3 separate regions of the Mus musculus genome follow, and regions 1 and 3 are each linked to region 2. The links are chromatin contacts, called in public ChIA-PET and Hi-C maps. All regions are on one chromosome and are shown on one strand. Each heading gives the region's core, a stretch centred on a gene start, on an enhancer-like site or on the middle of the called end of the contact. The rest is flanking DNA. Distances are from core to core; before and after follow the strand shown. Region 1 holds the start of Ccdc117 (coiled-coil domain containing 117). Region 2 overlaps Znrf3 (zinc and ring finger 3). Region 3 holds the start of Emid1 (EMI domain containing 1).

What was found. A called contact is a pair of places that touch in the nucleus more often than the background predicts. ChIA-PET counts read pairs in DNA pulled down with a chosen protein or histone mark.
Region 1: a Hi-C map of cerebral cortex shows a contact between it and region 2, with 2.6 times the contacts expected there. The contact joins the promoter of Ccdc117 here to the enhancer-like site in region 2. A contact is called at or near these places in 1 of 15 datasets of contacts at CTCF or cohesin (the NIH/3T3 cell line), 14 of 484 Hi-C or Micro-C datasets (B cells, the Ba/F3 cell line, CD4 T cells and 10 more), 10 of 115 datasets of contacts at active chromatin or transcription factors (the 230-238 cell line, bone marrow-derived macrophages, effector CD8 T cells and 6 more) and 3 of 9 other capture datasets (adipose tissue, embryonic stem cells and macrophages).
Region 3: a contact with region 2 is called in an RNA polymerase II ChIA-PET map of memory CD8 T cells, with 52 read pairs. The contact joins the promoter of Emid1 here to the enhancer-like site in region 2. A contact is called at or near these places in 11 of 39 promoter capture datasets (the 3T3-L1 cell line, the C10 cell line, the HPC-7 cell line and 7 more), 1 of 15 datasets of contacts at CTCF or cohesin (large pre-B cells), 1 of 484 Hi-C or Micro-C datasets (liver), 5 of 115 datasets of contacts at active chromatin or transcription factors (double positive thymocytes, embryonic hindbrain, embryonic stem cells and 2 more) and 2 of 9 other capture datasets (adipose tissue and embryonic stem cells).

What each region holds. Positions count from the first base shown.
Region 1 is chr11:5,540,773-5,543,472 of GRCm38.p6, reverse strand. It overlaps Ccdc117 (coiled-coil domain containing 117), which reads left to right and starts at 1,256. Exons shown (of 5, transcript NM_134033.2): 1 at 1,256-1,596; 2 at 2,050-2,100. The coding sequence starts at 1,415.
Region 2 is chr11:5,295,892-5,298,591 of GRCm38.p6, reverse strand. All of the region lies in intron 2 of Znrf3 (zinc and ring finger 3), which reads left to right. Among named protein-coding and RNA genes, the nearest start is that of Kremen1, 36 kb to the right of the region's middle. Within about 2 kb of position 1,336, at least 120 of the 459 cell types and tissues checked have an H3K27ac peak or open chromatin away from gene starts, as enhancers often do. A contact at or near this core is called in CD8 central memory T cells, DN2 thymocytes, cerebral cortex and 4 more, where this site is marked.
Region 3 is chr11:5,150,931-5,153,630 of GRCm38.p6, reverse strand. Emid1 (EMI domain containing 1) reads left to right here and starts at 1,401. Exons shown (of 15, transcript NM_080595.3): 1 at 1,401-1,509. The coding sequence starts at 1,409.

The DNA.
Region 1 (2,700 bases), core at 7-2,506, 240 kb before region 2:
GTGTGTCCTTGATAAATCTTTGGCTAAATGGCATTGACAATGGTATAAGCCACTCAGTGATGAGTGATGGGATCATTCTTTAAGGCAGAAAAAAATGGGGGATGATCAGTGGTAGGACTGACCAATCAATCCTCCACTCCATTGGTCCAACCTAAGCAGGGGACATTATTAACCATCTTTGGATATACAAGGCTGAACTTCTGCTTTTCCCCTCCAATTGCTCTCCCAATCTCTGGGGGTTTTAGTAATTGTCCATGGGATCCAATACATCAAAAATTTCATTTATGATAAAACACAGAAACAATTGAAAGATAGCATTACAAGTACACACATGTAGAGTTTTCTAAGCCTTGACATCCTGTTTTGTTGTTAAGGCTGAACTCAACCATTCTCTTGCTTCAACCTCCCTATAGCTGGGATTGACTGGAAGTATGTGCCACACATCCACCTGCTTCATGTATAAATATTGTGGTGGAGTACATGCACCCTACCACTCAGCTGCACTTCCCTCTCGGAGTTTTATTAGCTTTTAATTTTCTATTTGTTATTGTTATATGTGTGCATGAGAGTGCATGTGTAACCAGGGAACAAAACCAAGCCAGTCCCCACCCCCACCCCACGAAAGGAAGTTCAAGAACAAGTTTCTAGAGTTGGTTTTCCTTTCACCATAGATTCTAGAATAATAACTCCAGCTGTCAGGTCCCACTCCTAGGCATTTTTTTTTTTTATATTTTGTTTCGTAACAGTGGCTGGCCTGGAAGTCACTATGTAGACCAGACTGACCTAGAATTCAGAGATTTTCCCTCCTCTGCCCAGAAAGTGCTGGTATTAAATGTGTGCACCACTATGCCCAGCCCCACCTCTAGATTTTTAATTCATTCACTACTCACTTCAACTCTGAAAACATTTTTTCTTATCCTGTTTACTACAGAAGAAACAGAAACGTGTAACTTTTTATTTTGGACTGGGTCCCACGTAGACTAGGCTAGCCTAGACCATGCTACTTAGTCAAAGTCTGGCTTTGAATGTGTCTGATTATCCTGCCTCCACCTGATAAGAGCTGGGAATCCACCACGCCCAGCTCAAACGTTCTGTATAGGGATTGGGTGTCTGTCATTCTGGCCGGGTGAGGGCGACCTGACCTCCTGCAATTCGTCCGGTACACCCCCGGCCATCTTGCCTGTAGTCCTTAAGGACCACAACTCCCGGCATGCCTCACGACAGCGGCCCTCTATACACAACAAATCCCGACGTGTCTCTGGGCGGTCCGGAGTGGAGGGTTCTAGAAGGCGTGAGGTTGGGGGGCCGAAGAGGGCTCAGAGGCAGGTAATCGTGGGTAGCGTTGGTGGCGGCCACTGCGGAGTCTGGGAAAACGAACGACTGGGGTCGCGGACGCAGCCTCGTCTGGAAAGCCATGGCAGCCCTCGGCCGGCCCTTCAGCGGCCTCCCTCTGAGCGGCAGCGCGGACTTCCTGCAGCCGCCACCGGCCTTCGCGGGCCGGGCCTTCCCGCCAGGAGCCGCCGGCCATGACCTGGCCCCGCGGCCCGGTGTCCGCGGCGCGCCGAGCAGCCCGGGCGGGAGAACAGCGCGCGGACGGTGAGCAGGCGGGGCGGGCCCGTTAACCTCTCGGGACGTTAACCGTGAGTCCCGGGGCGCAGGGCGGGCGACCCTCGAGGGTTCTTCGGCCTGGACGCTTCCCTCCACACGCGCGGCCGCCGGCTGCCGGCCGGGACAACTTTGAATGCCTCTGGGACACTTGGGTCCCTCATCGGCAATGTTGGGGGCAGAAATGGGTTTGGAGCGAGTGCTCAACTGTCACTGCCCCGACAGAAGTGACAACTTCAGATTTTCTTGTCTGAGGTTATTTTATTCGGAGCCCCTGGCAAATCGTGATCACCTGGGACCTGTGTGGGTCTATCACGGCCAAGGAAGGAATGTTCAATTTGTGGCGGGAGATCCGGATGAGTGAGGCGACAAATACATGGTGCAGAAACGTTACATTTACGTTCCAGTCGTGAGTGACTGGTTTGTTTTTGTTTGTTCCAACAGTGTTTCCATTCACTGTAGAAAGAAACACAAGCGGTTGGCGGAGGATGATGAGTAAGTATCCAGACCAATTTGTCCTCTTTGTGGTCGCGGTTAGTTTAACACGTGTATCCTATTTGAAGTGAAAACGGTGAAGCACATGTATCTCTTTAAACTGCTGACATTGTTTGCCTTTTAGGGGCAGAAACTGAGTGGCGGGCAGGTAGAGGAAAATGCGCATGCATTTTAAACTGTCATTTCAGACACAAAAGTATTAAACCAAAACAAAAAGAAAATCCTAGGCTCTGTATTGGAAGGGTTGGTGTTCTCCGCGGAGGTAGTAACCATGTAACCTGTTCTCTTTCTCCTTAGGAAGAGTCCAGAAACTTACAAATTTTGTAGCCAGATACCTGGTCACTCTGCAATGCTTTGGAGTAGCTTATTCCAAATGAGTATATACAAGGTCTACCTGTTGGTTTTTGTTAAGATCGCCTGTCTGTGGAGCCGTGTCTAACCAGGGCTGTCCTCAAACTTATTAGATCTGTTTGCCTCTGCATGTTCAGATTATAAAGGCCCACATGCTACCAGGCCTCAATACCTGCCTTTTCTTTTTTTTCTTGACCATTACTATTATACAAATTCCAGATGAGTATGTGGAAGTTAGAGGACAGCATT
Region 2 (2,700 bases), core at 87-2,586:
TTTTGTGCTTAGTGTTAAAGTTGTATAGTCAGAATATTTCTGTTTTGAATTTGCTTTTAAATCTGTTTACCACCTGATTCAAGAGTATTGTAATTTCTTTTCCTTCATCGCAAGTATTGCTGGGTTCTGCTTAATTAGATCCAGATTCCTACTAGTCCATCAGCATCAGAACATAGGGATCAAACTAAACTATCAAACTTGATGGCAGATGTCCTTACTCACTGAGACACCTCACCAGGCAGTGATTTTTAGTTTATTTTTATTTTTCAGTCCCCCAGTTTCTCTCTCAGTAGGCCAATCTTAAGAACAAAGCCCCTTGCTGCAAGAACCTACCCTGATTCTCCAGAGGGCCGCTGAGGTGCTCAGACTTTGCAGGCAAGGTTGTTAAGTCTGGTTCTGCCACCTAATTAACACTTGTTTATATTAATTAGTTGCCACATGTACAGAAGGCAGTGGTCCTTTTTTGAAGTTTCCAGTTACAGACCTAATAAGATCTGGCCTGAAATGGGACTTTGAGAACCTCCCAAGGCAAGGTAACAGCTTCCAAGTCCTCTACAAGTTTCTCTTTCAGGCATAGACAGCTCTACAGCCATTTTTCCATAACATCCTTCATTTACTCAGAAGGATGGATGGAACAGGAGGGTGTGCACAGGCTCTCTTTGAGTTTTTGGTGCTCCTTGTCAGGTGTCAAAACAAAGGGGACCATTGTGTTTCTTGGAACTGATCTAAAAGTCTGTGTTTGAGATTAAGATCTAAGGAAATGCATTTCCGTTTAACACCCAGTAGTTTCTGATTGTGAAAAGACTCACAACCTGTACATCGGCGCCGTACATGACTACAGACTCCAGCCTCTTCTGTTGGTTCCTTTAATTAGTAGGAATTAAGTGGAGGCTGCTGCATATTTTGAGAATAAATAACACTGTTTAAACTTAGGCAGCCTTAACCATTAACTTAACCGCTGGATTCTCGCTGCTACATGTCTCCTGAATAGATCAGCATAATCTTAACTAGGACTTAAAAATCCTTCATCCGCTCCCTCGCTCGCTCACTCACTCACTCTCGGGAACTTAGAACTTGAAGCCCATGGGAGCCTTTGGAGACTTAATGACTTTAATTATGGCAAGAAGTATCTTGTGGTGGGTAGGAGTACAGCTGGTGGGAGAGCCCTTTCTCAGTGCAGCCGGATGGGAGCTGGCAGAAAGGCAGTCATGGGGGAGGGGACTGAGAGGGGTGACTTGGGGGGGGGGGGTTGGCCGCAGGGCCTCTGAATTCTGAACTGTGTTTGTGGCTTCAGAGCTTTGATCACTTGCCAGGGAAACCTGGAAGGTCAGGCCAGGCTGCAGCCAAGCCCTGGAATGAGGAGCCAAGTCAGTGGAGCGGGCAACACTATGTCACTGCCCTCACCTCCCACCCTAGAGGAAGTAACCCTATCTGCAACCCCATCCTCTGGTCCTCTTTCTGTGGTGGTCTTCTTTTGAATTGGGGTCTCTAAAGCCTGCAATAAGCCAACAAAGTGCCTTCCAAATGTGACTTGGTAAAATCAGATATGCTATATGTACTTTTAGAGGAAATCAGGACTGGTTTTTGTTTGTTTTTAATTCTGTGTGTGCCTAGTACAAATTACTCTAGAGCACAGGTGATCTCTCCTGGTGGCTTGTGTCAGGTTTCCCCATTTTTTTTAACATTACCATCACCACCACCACCCCCACCTTGTTTCTTGGCACCAAGTTTTTCTCACTGGTTCCCTGTGTGCCCTAGTGTGTGACCTCATTTCCTATGTAATGAAAAGTTTCTGTCGGAAAACAGGGCCCTTGGTGAGTGTCTTTGAGCCCCTTTGCCTAGTATGACTCACACTTTAGGGCACAGGGCTGTGCAGAATACGCAAGAGCCTGGTGCCTGGGTGGTCACTGCCTAGAGGCAGTGAAGGAAGGAGAAAGTAAGGAGTGAAGGTTTAAAGTCCATTTAGTGACCTCCAGAGAGAAGGGGTACACAAGGACCCAGTGAGTGGGCTGCTTAGACCAGGAAACCCCACCAAGAGAGAGCTGGTGGTGGTGGTAGGTATGGTCAGGTCCACTGGTTGACCTCCATTGGTATGACCTGCCCCTACCACAACCACCACCACTTTCCCCTACATGACCTCACTGGCAGTAGGCACAGGACCCCATACAACAACAGAAGCTTGTTACTGCCACTCTGCAAGTCTGTAGACTGCAGAAAAGAATGGTGTCTCTCATGTTGGTGTTTAAAAATTGTGACGCTGTGGTTTCTGCAGCCAGTACTCCTAGAGAGCCGTGCTCTGTGTCTCAACAGGTCCTGTGCCTTGTTCTCTCTTGCAAGTGGTAGGATAGATTCCATCAGTCCTCTAGGCCAGAGGAAGGCCAAGGGCACATATCCAAGGGTAGTCATCTGGCTAGCTTTTCCTCATTGGAATTCTATGGAAAGTTCACTTTCCTCCAGAGAGAGAAGGGACACAGCACACACTTTAAATGTACAGGAATTTTTTTTTTTTTTTGAGAGCTTTGAAATCCAGAGATGTGTGTGTACAAAGTCCAGGGCCTAAGAGCCACAGGCAGAGCCACTGGAGTTTAAGACTGGCCAGAAACAACATGTGTGCCTTAGAAGTCAAAAGCCTCCTTAGCAGTACAACAGAAGATGGTGCAGATAAGAAGGCAGGTCTTGAAGTCTGAAGTGTGAAGACTA
Region 3 (2,700 bases), core at 152-2,651, 150 kb after region 2:
CCCTGACCTAGGCTGCTCACTGCTGGGGCGTGCAGTAGACGTCTTCTGTGACCTCCCTTGGTGACGACTCTGCTCTTGTGTAGAGCTGGGCACAGTATCGAACCCAGCATGCAGGAGGCAGAGGCAGACAGACCTCTGTGAAATGAAAGCTAGCCATATTATATATGTGTGTGTGTGTGTGTGTGTGTGTGTGTGTGTGTGTGTGTGTATTTGTTCCAGACCAAGCCAGGACATATAGAGAGCTCATCTAAAAGAAAGAAAGAAAGAAAGAAAGAAAGAAAGAAAGAAAGAAAGAGAAAGAAAGAAAGAAAATCATACTTCATATACACACATATGTACATATATGTGTGTACATATATGTACATATATGTGTGTACATATATGTACATATATGTGTGTACATATATGTACATATATGTTCATATACACACATGTTCATATACACACACATGCACACGTGTACACAAACATGATATGCATGCATACAGGCATCTCACGTGTACACAGACATACATGCATACACATGCCCACCACACAAACACATACATTGTTCATTCAAATATGGCGTACATAAGCAAATACTGCCCATGCTCACAAACACATCGTGTACACACAGATTCAGCACATACATGTTTACAGCGCCGTGCATGCATACAACATTATCCATGCACACAAATAGTCTATCATGTCAGCACAGGCAAACTCCTCGCACCTGCTATGCCGCGTGGAATGTGCCTGAGTCCCACCCAGGCCCTCTGCTCTCAGCCAGTCCTTACCTTAGGGAATGGGAAATTGAGGCCTATGCCAAAATGCTGTCTACACTTGTGCTTAGACCCCAACACTGAGATGAGGGGATTGTGGGTCTGGGGTTACTCTGCCAGAGTGCTCTGGGCCTTAGTGTCTCCCTGTAAAACAGGTATAAGGGTCACTGCACTTAGGGGACGCGGGAGCACCTGAGCCTCGGGTTTCTCCTCCGTAACATGGGCGACCTAGCCAGCCCAACACGGAGTGATGAAAGCTTTAGTCAGGGCAGGATGTATGGGGTGAGATGCCTGGGACAATGGCACAGCTCGCGCAGGAAGCCTGTGTTAGGTCGATGGGAAGATCCTGTGTGTTTCGGGAACCCAGTTCCGCAAAGATGTCAAAGATGTGCGTCCAGAGGCGATCGCTCTGGAGTGGTGGGTTCAGGTCCTGGCAGCGTTGCGGGGACGAGGGGGCGGGTGCGGCCAGGGCCTCAGTTTCCCAGTCTGCGGCTCAGGTGGGCACCTGGAGGGCGTCCTGGCGGGGGCGCGGACGGCTTCCGGGTTGGCGGGGGGCGGGGGGCGAGGGGCGGGCGAAGCCGAGCGCCCCCGCCCTGCTCCGCCCGGAACCGGCTCTGCGCGCCCGCGGCTGCGGTGGGGACGACAGCATGGGCGGCCCGCGGGCCTGGACGCTGCTCTGCCTCGGGCTCCTGCTCCCGGGAGGCGGCGCCGCGTGGAGCGTCCCGGGCGCCCGGTTCTCGGGTCGCAGGTAAGTCTCCCCTAGCTCTGTGCAATCCCAGCACTGGGGTGAGGGAAGCAGACCCCAGCTCCGTGCAACCCCGAGACTGGGACAGGGACCCGACCCCAGCTCCGTACAATCCCGCGACTGGGGCAGAGACCCGATCGCAGCTCTGTGCAACTTCAGGGTCTGGGACAGAGACCCGACCCCAGCTCCATGCAACCCTAGGACTGGGACAGAGACCCGACCCCAGCTCCTTGCAATCCCGGGACATCGGAGGCAGTCCGAGACTGTTGCAGGGGCTCCATCGCTCATCTCTATACCATAAGCAGTGGGAGCAGGGGTTTGGCACGCTGTGCTCAGGATAGCCGGCTCACCTACTTCTGTGTGAAAGAACAGACGGCCTCCCCTACTGAGATCCCGGAGGCCCCAGAAGGTGGACCCATGGCAATGCAACAGAGCTTCCCAGGACTTCTGTGGGTCTCGCCCAAGCCCCCCTTCCCTTCATGTACATGTAAAATGCCAGGATCACCCCTTAGCCAGCCCTTCAGGAATCCCCTCTCTTTTCCCCTGCTACTGTCTTTTTCTTCTTTCTTTCTTTCTTTTTTTTTTTCTTTTTTCTTTTTTTATGTCCCAGCTATTTATTTCACTCGGAGGAAGGACTGGGGTGGAGACTGCACAGTGGGTCAGTGTCAGAGGCCCCCTGGGACCTGGCATTTGGTTGGACCTCCCAAAAGCCTATGACTCTCTGCCGGCCTTTGTGGAGTGTTTCCCAGGATCGGGTCCTGTGGGGCTTTTTCTAGACAGTGCCTTCAAGACTGGAGGATGTAGGGAAACTTGTCCCCACTCAATAGAGGGGCAAACTGAGACTAATGTGCTCGTGGTGGGTATTCATGGAAGAGCTGGGATTCAGCTCTCCCTTTCTGGACTCGATGGCAGAGTTTGAACCTGCCCTGGCCCCTGCTCTGCCTGTAGCCCCTGCCCCTGTCTCCAGGACAGACAATGTGGACTAACCAGGCCTCTTAGGCCTTTCAGCCCATTCAAAGGCCCGTGAGGGCCCCACCCCCCTGTGGCCTCACTTCTTTCTTTTTAGAAGTTTCCCTTTCTTGTGGTCAGAGGCCAGCAACCCCCCCTGGGAGCTAGCAAAAGCAGGTGACCGGGTAGAGCAGGCTCAGGGGTAGAAGTGGCTGAGGCAGCAGAGGTCAGGCAGTTAGCTGTCTG